Regions from separate parts of the Nothobranchius furzeri genome. Here region 2 is linked to region 1. The links are chromatin contacts, called in public Micro-C maps. All regions are on one chromosome and are shown on one strand. Each heading gives the region's core, a stretch centred on a gene start, on an enhancer-like site or on the middle of the called end of the contact. The rest is flanking DNA. Distances are from core to core; before and after follow the strand shown. Region 1 holds the start of LOC107395303 (zinc metalloproteinase nas-14). Region 2 holds the start of LOC107394781 (L antigen family member 3-like).

Region 1 (4,674 bases), core at 1,478-3,977:
TACCCATTACAATTTGTGATTTTTTCCTGAAAATCTCAAGCCATACCTCAACTTCTACCTGTGATGTTAGAAAAACTATAATAGAAATCAAAAAGATAACCCATTAATAGCAGAGTCTTGTGAGTTTGTTGAAATTTGAATGAAGTCTCTAGGTTAAAGTTAACCTATAAGAGTAAAAGTTCAAAAAGTGATAGGATTAAGCTGAAAATTGAGCAATCCCATTCATTTCAATGGGACCAAAAATCGCAGAAAAAGCTGTACATCTCAAAGTATAAAATATTTTAATACCAAAAGTATTTGCCGGCATAAGCTGAACGTTCCGATACCAAAATTGTGTAGATAGTTGAATTGTGGAAGTAGTTGAATGCCAAAAAAACGTACGGAAGCAGAATAAACTAACCGACTATAAAGAGAAACAGGATCACTATAGTTTGAATGCTGTAAAGCACAATTATCCACTACCTTTCAGCAAGAAAACTTGCAACCCATTTGTCATTTGGTCTAGAATTAACTTAAGTTAATATTTTAACAGTAATTCATTAATACCTGCTATGATGTTGGCTTCAACAACACTGATGAAGTTGTCGCGGTCCCACCGGGTGTGTTCATGATGGAAACCCAGGCTGTGAAGGATTTCATGGGCGATGTTACCCATACTGCACTGAGGCCCAATCAGCACAGCCTGCTGGCCACCAGTAAAGCCTATATATGTTGTGCAGCTGGAGAGAAACAACCAGAAGACTGTCAGCATCTGGTAATTATGAATGCTAGTTTTTAGTGTAAACAAGCCATGATAGCAGCTCTGAGCTGAGCAGTGATAAATGCAGTCCACCTAGTGCTCCTTTGCAAATGAATTGTTTGAAAAATGCCTGTTTTTTTTATCAGATTTCTTCACAGTTCATAAAAATATCAACTCATCTTGTGGTCTTTAAACTACTCCACCTGCTAGGTGATGAGCAAAGTTCGACCAAAAATAGGACAACCCCCCCCAAGGACTAAAATGTAATCTTTAAAATTTTATGGCTTTAAAGTTACATTCTGAAAAGTACACTAAGCAGATTTTTAGCCCCGTTTGAATCACCATGGAGATGTGATGAGTCCTCCTGATTTAGTAAACCTCCTACCAGTGTTTACTCTTCACACCTTTCAGAGACTTTGTAGAACAAGTAGTTGGGCTCATCAGGTTTCCTCTCGTGGAAAGAGATGCAGGTGTGGTTGGAGATCATTTCCATAGCAGCCAGGATGTCAGGCATTTGGTTCTCTGCACATGAAAGCAGCAATGAAACAAGGATTCACTAACTGGGGGGTGAAAATCTTATGTCTTACCCATTTCTGAACTTATTTCATATGGTATGTTTTTTGTTGGCCAAGGAATTCCCACAGCATTCCTCTTCTGTAGAGCAAACACAGGTAGGATAAACAGGACAGATGTCCTACTTGGCCTCAGAACTTCTAGGAAATTAGAAACATTTCAGATTACATGAGCACCAATTTTAATCCAATTTTGGTTTGGATCAAACCTTTCAGACTGAAAAGGTCTAGATGAGAGTCAGTCATGATGCTGAAGCTGCAACGTTTGAATGTCGTCACACCCAAGAGGCTATGTTCAAACTTTTCACACACCACCTTGTCAACCCAGAGGGTGACCATTAGAAAAATTAAATACATGTGTTCATTGATACAGTGATAGCTTGCTCCTGTTGTATTGTTGTGTGTCCCTTTTCTGTAAGTCTAGAAGCAGACCCCTGCTCATCATTGATTGTGTATCTTTGTGGAAAAATAAAACACATCATGGTGCGTTTGAGTTCAGTTGCACTGAAATGTATTTATCCGAGACAGTTTTGCAAAAATGAAACTGTCCAGTTAAAGAAAAATAATGCAGTCCGAGTTAACATTGTATTATGTTGCAGATGTGGCTCACTTTGTTAAGTACTTACCTTTCGATACGGTGTTACTTCTTCACAAGGATGAGGAAAATTCAGATCTGTTTGATTTGGCCTTTTCTGAGGAAAAACATGTAGTCAAAATGATGTAGTCATTTAAAATGTTTGACTTATTGACACTAGGCCAGGGCTTCAATTAAGTTACATTTTTTTAACCAAACACACACACACACTAATCCAATTAAACACTTTTTTTAAAGACCAAAAGAAATATTTGATGTACAATTTTGTTACCAATAGCATGACGTCTCGCTCCACCACAAGTGACGTTACACCACTCCTCAGCTCTGAAGGAATCATATTGTCATTTCAGAAATGAAATCCTCAAACTAGTAGAGGAGCTATGCGACAAAAATAATCACCAGTAAAATGAATTTAAATAGTTTTAAATTTAAAAATAAATAAAGGTAGAACAAATCTTAGTGAGTAGGGTACAGCAATTATCTAGCCTGGACATTTCTGTGTTACAGCAAGTCAAAACAAACAAACCAACCAAAAAAAAAAACTGTGTTGTCTGACAAATCAAATAAAAACAGTGTTCCAGGAATAAAATCTCTTATAAAAACATACCTTCTGAGTGATAGATATGCATTGCCACTGCATCACAAAAGCAGACAAACATCCTCAGTTTGTTACCAACAGTATAAACCACATTAGAGTGTGACTTCCTCACCATTTTTGACAATTTCTGCAAGCACAAGTGCCACAAAGAGCCAAAGCTGCATGTTCTCTGTGGAAATGAACTTTGCTGAGAAGATTTAAGCTCCAGGTGTTCAGTTATCCCACTGAGTGGATTCAGCTGTGAGCTGCAGGCTCCGTCCTCAGGCTGACATGTCTGAATCAGTCTGAGTGAGAGATGAAACGGTGTGTGTGTGTGTGTGTGTGTGTGTGTGTGTGTGTGTGTGTGTGTGTGTGTGTGTGTGTGCGCGTGTGTGTGTGTGTGTGTGTGTGTGTGTGTGTGTGTGTGTGTGTGTGTGTGTGTGTGTGTGTGTGTGTGTGTGTGTGTGTGTGTGTGTGTGCAGCCAAGTGGCTACTTTACCAACTGTCTACACACTCAGAAATTAAAGTACAAAATTGTACATTTATGGGTACAATGTCTCTTTTCAAAAATAATCAATTAGTCAACACATTTTATTAATTTATTGTTAAAGGGACTATAAGGAAGTTTGACAGCCAAAACATGTATAGAAATAATAAATTTCTTCTTCATACATTCTCCTGCAATGCCCTGGTCCTGTAGAATGAGCCCTGGCATTTTTACTGTGATTGCCTATTTTTCTGTAAAATCACAGAAAAAGAGAGATGCTCAGGTCGAGCAGGCTGCTTCATGCGCGTTCACGCTCAGTCATAGCCCGTAGCAATTGCTATCCGTAGCTTTAGCAGCAGAGAGAGGCAGTGCCACTTTGTCGCTGTTCCTAACGCCTAGTGACAAACCTAGCTACATGAGGACCCTTAGCTACTTTCTGTAGAACTTTCTTCTAGATATTTCCTGCACATTTGCAACAAAATAGCCATTTTGTGCCAAACCATTCTTTAGATTGACGTTGTTTCAGCTGTCATCAAGGATATAAATGTTACAGATACAATGAATGTCACTGGCGCTTCAGTTCATCTTGTAAGGTGTCTAATTCACAAACAGAAAACTCGGGTTTGATTCTGGGTGTGAACATAATTTGTTATTTGGAGTTTTTTTTTTTACATTAATGATACATTTTTTTACAGTAATAAGATGCCCACATTTTTATTTGAGACTTGCCGAAAGGCATTGAATTCACAGATAAAAAAGATGTGGGTTCAACTTTCATTTTGGAACAATTTTTCAAGAAAGGGAAGGGAATGATCTGAGCATGCAGGAGGACTGACCCATCATAAACCTTTGTCGGCTGTACTGAAGAGAAAGGTACAGAACCAAATTATTTAATTAATTAGCTGCGTGTTCTCCTGTCCACCGGGCCACACACACACACACACACACACACACACACACACACACACACACACACACACACACACACACACACACACACACACACTGCACGTTGGGCCGGCCGACGAGAAAATGCAGCTGCAGAGACAGAAGCACATTATTTTCATTAATTTGCTGTGTTCTTCTGTCCTCCGGGCCACACACACACACACACACACACACACACACACACACACACACACACACACACACACACACACACGGGACTGTCTCAGCTGTTATTTTCATTAAGGAGTGTGCACGTACAGCATGCACACCTCATGCACAAACTTACTTTTTAAGCTGCAGTTACGCGTTAGGACTGAGTGGAGATCGCGAGCATAAAACTTCAAACTTCCTAACAGTCCCTTTAATTATTTCTAATCCAGCAAATTCTTTTACAACTTTCTTTCAGTGCTTACAAAATGGTGAACAGTGAAACTATGAAATCTGTTTTGAGAAGTATAGCTTTGCTTGTTTTTTAGTGAAAGAGATTATAACCAGAAATTATACCTTTTTAAAGAATTGGTACAAATATGTACCTTTCAAACAACGAAGAAAGTGCAGTTACTGTTGTTTTAGGAAGATTATTGGGATTTCAAGAGGTATCATAAGGTTTGAGTGTGGGTTGTTAATGACAGAATTCTCACACCATAGCTGTCAAAACAGTTATTTTTATGTACATTAGCTGTGACATCTGTTATTGAAATCTCTCCAAATGTTAATAAGTTGCACAAAGATAGACATTCAGGGTTTGGTTTGTCC
Region 2 (4,597 bases), core at 43-2,542, 190 kb before region 1:
TTTCATTCTGATTGAGAGAGGTGGTTTGTCCAAGCACCATTCTGATTGACGTCCATATACATAATCCTTTCGGATTGTTGGAGTAAAATAATGCCCACTGCGCATATGCGCAACTTCAGTGTGCTGTTTTTCCACCTTTACAGATGCTCAGGACAAGCCAAAAACATGGCAGTAGGTAAACAGAAGTTATCCTGCTCTCCTCCTCTGTGGCAGAGGAACAGTAACGTTACATACCCCTGAGCCTGCAGCTTAGATAAAACAATCACTAAAAACAAACGCATACAGGTAAAAACCCAGGGGGGGACCTTAAATCAACTAACAAAGCTAGAGAATAAGAAAATAAAATGCAACGTGCGGACAAGATGGTGTTTGTTAACATTTTTTTCTGGGAAAGACAAATCTGTACATGCTCAACCTTTTAAACCTGACTGGATGCTCGGTGTATGTATACTCACTGCATGATTAGATCGTTTCAGTGAGTATCCATGTAAACAGAGATTGGGGATTTCTGATCAACCAAGATTTAAAGTTAAAATTTAAAGTCCCATTAGTTGTCACACACAGTGATGTGTGTGTGCGAAATTTGTTCTCCACATTTGCCCATCCCCTGAGGGAGTGGTGAGCTGCAGACACACTGTGCTCAGGAACCATTTGGTGGTTTAACCCCCCAATCCAACCCTTAAAGCTGAGTGCTAAGCAGGGAGGCTTTGGGTCCCATTTTTTGGCATGACCCAACCAGGAATTGAACCTGATCTCTCAGTCTCAGTATGGATGCTCATACCACAAAACCACTCAGCTGGTTGAATCTGATAAGGGAAATATGGCACATGTAGACGAGTAGTGAAAGGGGCACCAGTGACAAAACGGATTTCTGAGTGATGAATGACATTGAGTTTATGTAGATTTTTGGAAGCAGTCCTATAAATGATATTACTGTAATCTAAGATGGGAAGGATTGTCATTTTGACCAAGGTTAGCTTTGCAGAATGAGTAAAGGATGACCTGCTGTGGTATAGAAACCCCATTTATTTGACTTTATAAAGTATTTCTGAGCAGCAACAGAATAAAGGGTGAATTATTTAAGTTATTTTAAATCAAGATGTTCATTTAGTGGATCTACAGCTGGACAACGCTGTCTGTACTTCGATTCATCAACATCTGTTTGAAACAGCAGCAGTGTTTTTTGTCAGTCCGAGACCAATGCCATCCTATCTGTTGCTGTTTGTGTTGTAGAACCACCACCCGTCGCTAGAGGGAGCACCTCATAAGCCCACACGTTGACATCACTTCCTTTTCCGGTTTACATGCTTAAACATAACTACAGCGATGGCGACCGGCGGAGATTCAAATTTGGAAGCAGGCAAACTGGAGTTGTATCCTTTAACTTAATGCTCAAACGTTTACCTCAGAGATACATACGAGCTGTGGGCTTTTATTGTTTTTAATCGTTTTAGTTTTTAGTTTGCAGATCGATTAAAACAACACAGTCATGGAGAGGCTCAGTTGTTCTTTTGCGTGCTTTTTCTGTGAATTTATTCTGTGAATTTAATTCACGTGTAGCGGGTGGTGTGTATTTTGGGTGTATACATTTTGAAGATGTTGAATATTTAGAATCGTGCTACCTGCTCCATTTGTCATGATTGAAATTGTTTGTTTTGGATCTCGCCAGTAGATTTCAGATTTATTGGCCAAGTAAAATTACATTTACAAGGAATTTGTCTTCGGTAGATGTACGCCCTCCGATCGGACCCCAGATCCCCAGGCTCTTTATTTTTAGGGAGAAACCATCATAAAACACGTTTTAACCTTAAATCTGAGTGTCACCAAGTGGAGAATACAGATCAGTTTTATTAGAGAACACCAACATATCTAACAAATGAACTCGTCGTTTTAGTGTCGAATACATGGAAAATAAGAGCATGTAAAAGTTAGATTTTTTTCCAGCTTTAATGCTTGGGTTCTATCTTGTTGTACAGTCTTCCTTGATTGTCTAGCAGCTCTCTGGATGTTCCTTTCCCATCATCCCACGAGGCGCTCATCGCTTTACGATCTCTGTCTCCTGATCAGGAACCGAGAAGAGGTGGCATAAGCAAACAGCTGAGCGTTTCTGGCAGCACTCTGTCTGTGTGAGGCTTTCTCCCTCATCCTGTTCTCAGTGCTGAGTCCATTCATCCCTCTGAACGTGTGTCGCTGTGTTTCAGGAGGTGGAGTGCAGACGAAGCTCGGATCCTCAGAGTGTCTGTCAGCTCATTTCTAGATCATCTATCGCTTGTTATAGAGACCATGGAGATGTTTGGACCCTCATTGCTCTGTGATGCAGCACAAGTCTGTTAACTCTGATCAGCGTTCTTTTCTGGAAATAGATGCACTTGGAACATGTTTAATAAAATACAACTTGTATTTATTAGTCCAGGTTTAATCTGGAAAATTCATTTGTAAAAGTGGACTTACATTTGTTTTAAATGTAAAGGCCCACTCCTGAAAGGCTCCATGAATTTGTTGTTTTTAAAGCCCAATTGTGAGTTGTGTGTATTTTTTTTTTGCAGGAAAAATCAAATTTCTTCATATTTTTTTCCAAGATGATTATGATTGTAAGTTTCATCTGTCAGGCGGTGTAAGATGTTGTAAAGGTGTTTCTCAATTAAATAAAATGCTATTTGACTTCTTAATAACGTAAAAGAAAAATTGATGTTTAAAGTGTTAAAATGTAACTTCTGTAAAAATTATGAAACATTGTGGTTCTTAATTACTTATAAAAGTCTAGTGTCAGGATAATAAAATTCAGTTTTAGTTTGAGTGAGTAGTTTATGAAATTTATTTTTAATCCCGATCAATCCATTTTACCCATTTGAAAAATAATTCTGATTTTGACCTAAACAGTTAATTCCTCCTGGATTATGAGCTAATAAATATCTAGAACACTTCAGGTTCTTGTAGGTCTGACCAAATCCCAGCCAGGAGTTTAACAATTAAAGGATCATTCAGATCTGTTGGGATTAAAATTTGTAATGCTTTACGTGTTTTTTTTTGAGTGACCTCAGTTGGCAAAAAGCTTAGTTTTGCCCAGACAGATAAATTAACAGTAAATCACACTGCAAACAGAGTGTTTATATAGTCATTACACTATTAAAACAAGATTTCATGCTAATGCTTTTATGCAACATTTAAATTCCTCAGCAATATTAATTTCACATTAAATAATTATTGCTTATCAGAAGTATATAATTCTGGCTTAAGATTTCACTTTTGTACACTCATTCCTGCTTCCGATATCTATAGGATCTATGCTAGTAAATCAACTTTATATAGCACTTAATCCTGCAATACATGCAACTCAAAGTGCTTAACAAATAAAAAAGGCCCCACATTCCCTCACATCCCCAGAATTTTAAAAACAGTCTGACAATAAATAAATGTGTGGCTTCAAATACTGCTGTGAGTTATAAAAAAATAAACAAGGGGAAACATGAAAATGGCAGTTTTCTTATTTATTAAAATGATGAAGTTAGGATTAAACAAATTCTAAATAAGCTGCTGTCCTTTGTAGCGCTCACTTTAATGTTCCAAAAACATGCATGAGAAACTCTGCACCAACACATTTGACCCCTTTATGACAAACTGTATTTGATATAGCGCCTTCTAGAGTCCTGGAACTCCCCAAGATGCTTTACAACACACACATTCACACCTTGATTAGCTACAATGTAGCCACAGCTGCCCTGTGGCACTCTGACAGAAGGGAGTCTGCCTTACACAGGTGCCACTGGTCCCTCTGAACACCACCAGCAAGCAAGGTGGGTTAAGTGTGAACTATGTTCAGTGAAATAAAGCTAGAGTGATCTCATCTCAGTTATCAGCTCTCCAGTTTAAACAACACAGTCAGCAGAGATGTTTCTGTGGAATGCCTGAACTTTCATTAATCAGGCATCAGAACCATTCACACACTCCAGTTAAGTTTATTTGCAACATTCAATAATTCTATTTGTGTAAATTATAAACCTGAGGGAAATAAAGGAGCATCACATTTTTAGTGACGTCACATGTCATGAGTTTTTATGACTGCAACAGGCTCAGTCAGCTCCAGAACAACTTCAACCCAAATTTACACCACACAGGAAAACTGACATCTTTTTCCGTAGTCCTTTGAGTGGTTGTTTATAATTTCAACAAAGCTTTTTGTTTTTACTAATTTGAATTCTGACAACCAGTTTATTAAAATGGTAAATAAATAACTTCCCATGCTTGTTGATTAAAGTGACAATGTGTAGTTTTTACCATTAATCTCTGGAAATATCCATCAAGATGATGTTGAAAATGAATTAAATGTTGCCCAGTTCTTGAATAAAATTGGCAGCTTCATAACATAACCATGAAAATCAGGTCTAAAAAATGGTGGGTCTAAGTCTCTGGTCATCGCCATATTAGATGTCATGTTTCCTTCTACAGGAGCCTGTGAGGACAAAATGTATTTACTGATTTGTAAGAAACTGTTACAAAACTTTCCCTATTCATAAACATTGTTATTTCACACATTTGCCTCTTCATTTGTTGCCAGTGATGAAAGGGAGTCTGATGTTCTTGTCATTATTTTGCTGAC

The links. Hi-C and Micro-C count contacts between places; a contact is called where the count stands out from the background.
Region 2: a Micro-C map of tail fin shows a contact between it and region 1, with 9 times the contacts expected there. The contact joins the promoter of LOC107394781 here to the promoter of LOC107395303 in region 1. A contact is called at or near these places in 2 of 2 Hi-C or Micro-C datasets (skeletal muscle and tail fin).

What each region holds. Positions count from the first base shown.
Region 1 is chr6:37,618,986-37,623,659 of NfurGRZ-RIMD1, reverse strand. It overlaps LOC107395303 (zinc metalloproteinase nas-14), which reads right to left and starts at 2,727. Exons shown (of 9, transcript XM_015974668.3): 1 at 2,617-2,727; 2 at 2,178-2,230; 3 at 1,938-2,003; 4 at 1,327-1,393; 5 at 1,144-1,261; 6 at 547-719. The coding sequence starts at 2,668.
Region 2 is chr6:37,809,092-37,813,688 of NfurGRZ-RIMD1, reverse strand. It overlaps LOC107394781 (L antigen family member 3-like), which reads left to right and starts at 1,292. Exons shown (of 3, transcript XM_015973877.3): 1 at 1,292-1,373; 2 at 1,998-2,126; 3 at 2,202-2,669. The coding sequence starts at 1,327. The coding sequence ends at 2,334.